2 separate regions of the Muntiacus reevesi genome follow, and region 2 is linked to region 1. Evidence: chromatin contacts called from public Hi-C data. All regions are on one chromosome and are shown on one strand. The core of a region is the stretch at or near the end of the contact, and the rest is flanking DNA. Distances in the headings are between cores, read along the strand shown.

Evidence for each region. Hi-C and Micro-C count contacts between places; a contact is called where the count stands out from the background.
Region 2: a Hi-C map of blood shows a contact between it and region 1, with 6 times the contacts expected there. The contact joins the promoter of NCOA2 here to the promoter of LACTB2 in region 1. A contact is called at or near these places in 2 of 3 Hi-C or Micro-C datasets (blood and muscle).

What each region holds. Positions count from the first base shown.
Region 1 is chr12:44,682,010-44,684,798 of mMunRee1.1, forward strand. It overlaps LACTB2 (lactamase beta 2), which reads left to right and starts at 1,493. Exons shown (of 7, transcript XM_065903370.1): 1 at 1,493-1,667. The coding sequence starts at 1,546.
Region 2 is chr12:44,907,091-44,910,043 of mMunRee1.1, forward strand. NCOA2 (nuclear receptor coactivator 2) reads left to right here and starts at 1,367. Exons shown (of 22, transcript XM_065903338.1): 1 at 1,367-1,488.

The sequences.
Region 1 (2,789 bases), core at 243-2,742:
TTGAAACATTTTGCTATTAAAAGTACATCTTGAAGACACAGGGAAAGAATTTGCCACACATAACCCAGGTGTGTTTTCAAGAAATCTGAAATATTAAACTCCCGATTTGTAATATAAATACTGCATACAAAGCAACAGTCCTTTCTCCAGAAACACCTGCCAAAAAGAATGTTAAAAATGCACGCCCTACAACCTAGACTGGTGGGACGGGGTAGGAGGGGCATTCAAGAGGGAGGGGGCACGTATGTACCTATAGGGCATTCATGTTACTGTATGGCAGAAACCAACATATTATAAAGCAATTATCCTCCAATTAAAAATAATTATCTTTAAAAATACCTAAATTTTAGAACCACTAGCCATCTAATGTGTCAATTTATCATTTCTTTTGAAAAAGGCATGGGCTAGGTGTGTTCCACATCTTGTAGGGTGGTTACATACCGGTAAGGGAATGAAACTGATCATGGGATCTGTGCATTTCCTTTTAGGAAAACAGGAACTGGATTTTTTTTTTTTTTTTTTTTTAATACGGGGAGGGTTAGTTAACACTGGGGTAGTTAACTGCTCAGCAGATTAGAAAAGGACTCCTTACAAAGAAAAAGAAGTCCTTTATGTCTCGGACACAGCCTCCCACCACAAGCACAACCCCAACAAACGCGCTCGCGGCCCCCCTAGTCTTGGGGTGGATGAGGTACCACAAGCTGCATAAAAGGAAGCGGGGCTCCTCGAACCCGCTGCAGGGGTGGCGTCGGGTGTCGGTACAAGGTCGGGGCAAGTCTCCAAACCTCCGTTTTGCGCCTGTAAAATGGTCATAAAAATACTGCCTTCCTCTTCCCATTGTGAAGATTAAAGGAGATAGTAGTGTTTGTAAAACGCACTCGGCACAGCAGTAAGTGCTAAATGAACCTCCCTCACTGCTATTTATATATATATAAGATAAACCAGTTCCTCCTCACACACTCACCCCAACCCTCGCCTGAAAACCCGACTAGCTACCCTTCCCGGGATTCCGTGCTCTGTAACTAACCCGAAACCTGCCTGCCCCTTGCTCCCTCACAAGACTTCCCTGGTTAAAATGTGTCTTGCAATCGAACAAACTCGCCTGCCTGAAATCAAACTCCTGCGAAACCACCACGCTCTGTGAGACGCGGCAGCACGCAAGGGCCGAAGTCCAGTCTCGCCTCAGGCCGCCGCGCGCCTCGCGCAAGCGAACAGCCTAGCGCTGCAGCTCACGAAACTCGGCCAGAGTCACGTGCCGCTGGCCCCGCCTCACCCAACATCAGCGACTCCCCCACCCGCTGGGCTCGCGCGTCAACACGTGATCTCCGGCCCCGCCCACGGCACCAGGGCTGATTTCCCCGGCCCTCCCACTTCGCTCGTGCTGCACCACGTGACCTCTGTCCCCGCCCCCGGCACCGCTACCGGTCCACGCCCCACTCCACTCGCGCGGCGTCAGGTGACCGCCGGCACCGCCCCCGGCCTTGTTGCTGGTTCAGAGATTGGGCGGTCCTGCCTTCTCTGCGGCGGTGAGCGGTAGAGGAGGAGATGGCTGCCACCTTGCAGCGCATAGAACGGCTGTCCAGTCGGGTGATTCGCGTCCTGGGCTGTAACCCGGGTCCCATGACCCTGCAGGGCACCAACACCTACCTGGTGGGGACCGGCCCCAGGTAATCGTTTCTCCACGCTCGCCATCATACACACCGGGCCGCGGGACGCACGGAGTTGGGGCTGCGGGGACTGCTCGCGGCGGGCGGAGAGGCTGTGCGCCCGCAGCCTGCACCGTGGGGTCCTGCCCCAGCCCACCCCGATTCGGACACCCCCGCCCCTAAATAACTTCTTCCCGGGGTAGTCAACTGCCTTAACTTACAAATGGCTAAGGAAAAATGGACACGTTTCCTGTTTTCGAGACCCAATTTACTTTGTTTGATTTTGAAAGTCGGAGTGTTTAAGCTGTTGCGACACTAGGATCGCCTGGAGTTAAGAATCCGGGAAGGCGTTTACTTTCCTCACCTGACTTTCACTGGTATTTGGCTCTGAGTTTGACTTCGTTCACAAAAGCTAGTGGTTGTATTGAGGCCTTTTTCTTAACTCGATAGCAGAGAACAGGATTCCCTTGCTTCAAATTGCTCGAGTCTGGGAAAACGCTAGCTAGCTTGGGGAAAGAAGAGCTAACTAACTTTGTTTCTTGTTACTGTTGTGTGGCCTTATTTTAATTTTTTTTAAACTATTTTAAATTATTCTGCGAATGGAATAACCTGTCTGTATTTCCAAGATTTTTATCTTGTTCAGACGCATTCTGTTTTAGTGGTATCATGCAGAAACGGGGACATGTCATTTGCCTGCAATGCAGAAGACCTGGGTTCGATCCCTGGGTCGGGACGATCCCCTGGAGAAGGAAATGGCAACCCACTCCAGTACTCTTGCCTGGAAAATCCCATGGACGGAGGAGCCTCGTAGGCTGCAGTCCATGGGGTCACAAAGAGTCGGACACGACTGAGTCATCACACACACACACACACACACACACACAAGTGCATTGAGCAATCTTTATGTAGTCCTTACTCTAGATAAAAATACTCTAGATAAAAAAATTGAAAATAAGATATAGTTTACCTTGAGCCCAGAATTTAATTATTCAGTCTGAACGTGTTCATCAGTTAAATTTAGTCACTCAGTCCTGGCCAACTCTTTGTGACCCATGGACTGCAGCAGGCCAGGCTTCCCTGTCCACCACCAACTCTGGACGTGTGCTCAAACTCATGTCCATCGTGTCAGATCCCATCCAACCA
Region 2 (2,953 bases), core at 117-2,616, 220 kb after region 1:
TTGAGGTTGAAGTCACCATTAAAAGTGTGGGCTCTGGATTGGGATAGAACCGGGCTCAAATCCTCTCCAACTTCCTGGCTCTATGACCCTACGACTTCTTTAAACTTCTTTAAACTTCATTTTTTGTGTGAAGGATAAAAATGGTATTACTTTGTAAGGTTTGAGAATCAAAATCTAGAAATCACTTAGCCCAGTGACTGAACACATAGTAAGTGTTCAATAAACACTATTATTGTCCATGGCAAGTGACCTTTCTCATTTTAAGACTAAAAATAAAATCTGTTCAACCAATGTTCTTTTTTTCCCCCCCTGACTAAGTGTTATCTGGGTTGGGAAGAACTTGCTTTTCCAAGGCAGAAAGCTGATCCAAGTGTTTCACGAGGCTTCTCTCTGAATCTTCAGGGCAACTCTCCCGCGTCCCCCCAACATCACTTTCTGTCTAGAAAGTGGACTTTTCAATAAAAAACTTCTGTGACTCAGGTCGTGACGAGAATGCTCAACCAGGTCAGGCTATTTACACTGTGTGCACTTTTGCTTTATCATGCAATTGCTGGGTGGCACCCTTTTAAGCTCGCCTCACACGGTCGCGCCCCTCCATCCCCTCTTCAGAGGCGGCCGCCAAGGAAGAAGCCAATTCTCCCAGGAGCCGGGAGAGAACTGATGGACGACAGGCGCCTCCAGGGCGCAGCAGCAGACGCGGGCGTGCGAGGTGCGCCCTAGGGGTGCCGACTGCTGCTCGAGGGGCGCCGGTGGAGCGCCGACGGGTGGCTCCTCCCGGGGCGAACCTGGCACTGCGTTCTCCCCATCTGCGTGCGGGGGCATCTGCCTGGCCGTCTGCAATCTCAGACCCCGCCGCCTCCACTCTGCAGCCCCGGCCGGTCCCACGCGCTCGCTTTTTTGGCACTTGCCCTTTGCCCTCCCATGGAGTCATCTGTTTACTCTCCCCTCGCTTCCAGTCACCCACAGGTCACCCTCCCTGCCACCACCGTCACCCATTTTGTCCCCTCTCCCTTCTCTCCTCACTCTTCACCTCTCCCCGGGTCGTCTTAAGAGGACTCCGCCGACGGAGATGCTGCAGAGTCCGCGGCCAGGGTCGGCTCCCGGGAGAACCCTCCGTCCACCTTTGCCCCCTCCCCGGGGGCGCGGGACGCAAGTTTCCGCCCCGTCCTTTCCCCAGTGACAGGACTCGGCTGCGGCCACGGCCGGGGAGGCGGAGGGAGGGACTGCCTGACTCCCGAGCCCCCTCCCCTGATCGCGAGCTCGCGCGGTCTGTGTGTCTCTAGGCAAGTGCGGAGACGCGGAGGAGAAGGAGGAGGAGGTGGAGGAGGAGGAGGAGGAGGGAGTTGGGGGAGGATCTCCATTGAAATAAACAACCAGGCAGCAGTTATTAACACGGGAACATGGCGGCCGCAGCCTCAGCCACGGCTTCGGCGGCGAAGGTCAGCGCCGACGGCAGCCGGCACCTGACGGCGTGACCGACCCGAGCCGGTAACCGCTCCTTCCCTGGGGGCCGCGAGGGCGGGCTGGAGCGGGGGGCGGGCGGCGGACGGGCGGGGGGCGCCGCGTCCCCACCCCCCGGCCGCGATCGCCCTTCCTGCGCCGAGCCGGGCAGAGCCGCGCGCCGCCGAGAGGGCTGTTTTGTGTGCGGGGAACCGCTGCCCCAGTGCGCGGAAAACGGGAGTTGCATCCCCGGAGAGGCGCCGTGAAGCTGGGGAGTTGGGACTTGGGGGGGTGGGGAGGGGTGGGGAGGGCGGGAAGCGGCGGGGAGACGCGGAGTCCCTGGGAGAGAAAGGAGGCGCTCCAGCGCTTTGCGAGAGCTCGGGAGACGAGTCCCGGAGCGCGAGGCGGGCGGAGGCTGCAGCCCGCGGCGCCGGCCAAGAGGTGAGAGCCGAGGCGCGGCGGAGGCCGGGGGCGCGGGTGCGGCCCCCGCCGGAGGAGCCCCGGCGCCTGCCGCCCCTGCCCGGTGCGGGTCGGCGGGGAGCGCGTCTCCTGCGCCCTCGGGGGGCGCGAGGCAGAGAGACGAGAAGGTGAAGCCCGAGAAGGTGCATTCTTTCATGGAAACGCGGAGCGACTGCAGCGCAGGGTGGGAGCCGGGCGAGGGGTGGCAGGACTCGGGAAGTGGTCGGGGGTGTGTGAAGGTGAAGCGCCTTGTCAGGGGCGGCCGGCGGGGTGAGACGTCGGGAGGAGAGGGGATCCGCGGCCCGGCGGCCGGGCCCGGCCCGTGTCAGCGCCGGGGGCGGGGGGCGAGGGGCGCCGCGCGCGGACGGGAAGGAGCTGCGGCGGGCGGGGCGGGCGGCGCGCTCGGGCCGAGCAGGCCGGGCCGCGGTGGGGGCGGGGAGCCGGGGGGCCGGAGCGCGGCGGCGCCGAGCCGGGCTCGCCCCTGACTTAACTTTCTGGGTGCGGGCGTGTGTGCAGGAGGCGCGCAGGGGCCGGGGCTGGGGGCGGGAGGCGGGCCGGGAGGTTCCGGGTTGGCTCGCCAGCGCCCCCTCTTCGCTCCCCCATCTCCCCGCCCCTGAAGGGACAGGCCCTCAGGGCCCCAGGCGGGAAGCGGGAGGGGCCCTCCCAGCCGGCTCGAGACGGTCACGCCCCGGGCCCGGGGACACTGCTCTCTCGGGCCTCTGGGGGCTGCTGGGGGAGGGGGCCGGGGGTCGTCGCGGCGCGCTGGCGCTCCCCGCCCCCCGCCCCTCCGGGGAGTCCCGGAGGCGCCTCTTCCGAGATCGGGGGTGGGTCGGTCCCTGGTTAGCTGGTTCCTCCCTCTTCCCCCCTCCCCCTAGTGGTTTCCGGGGCCTGCGGGACCGAGGGGCGGGAATCAGGGACCTGAGCGTCCTGCACCGGCTCGGAGCGGGACCGGGCCTAACGCCGTCCGGGTCTGTCACTCTTAGGGGAAACTTTCCCAAACCGGGGACCGAGCCTGAACACCCTCCTCCGTCACCTCGTCCTCTAATCCCACTCC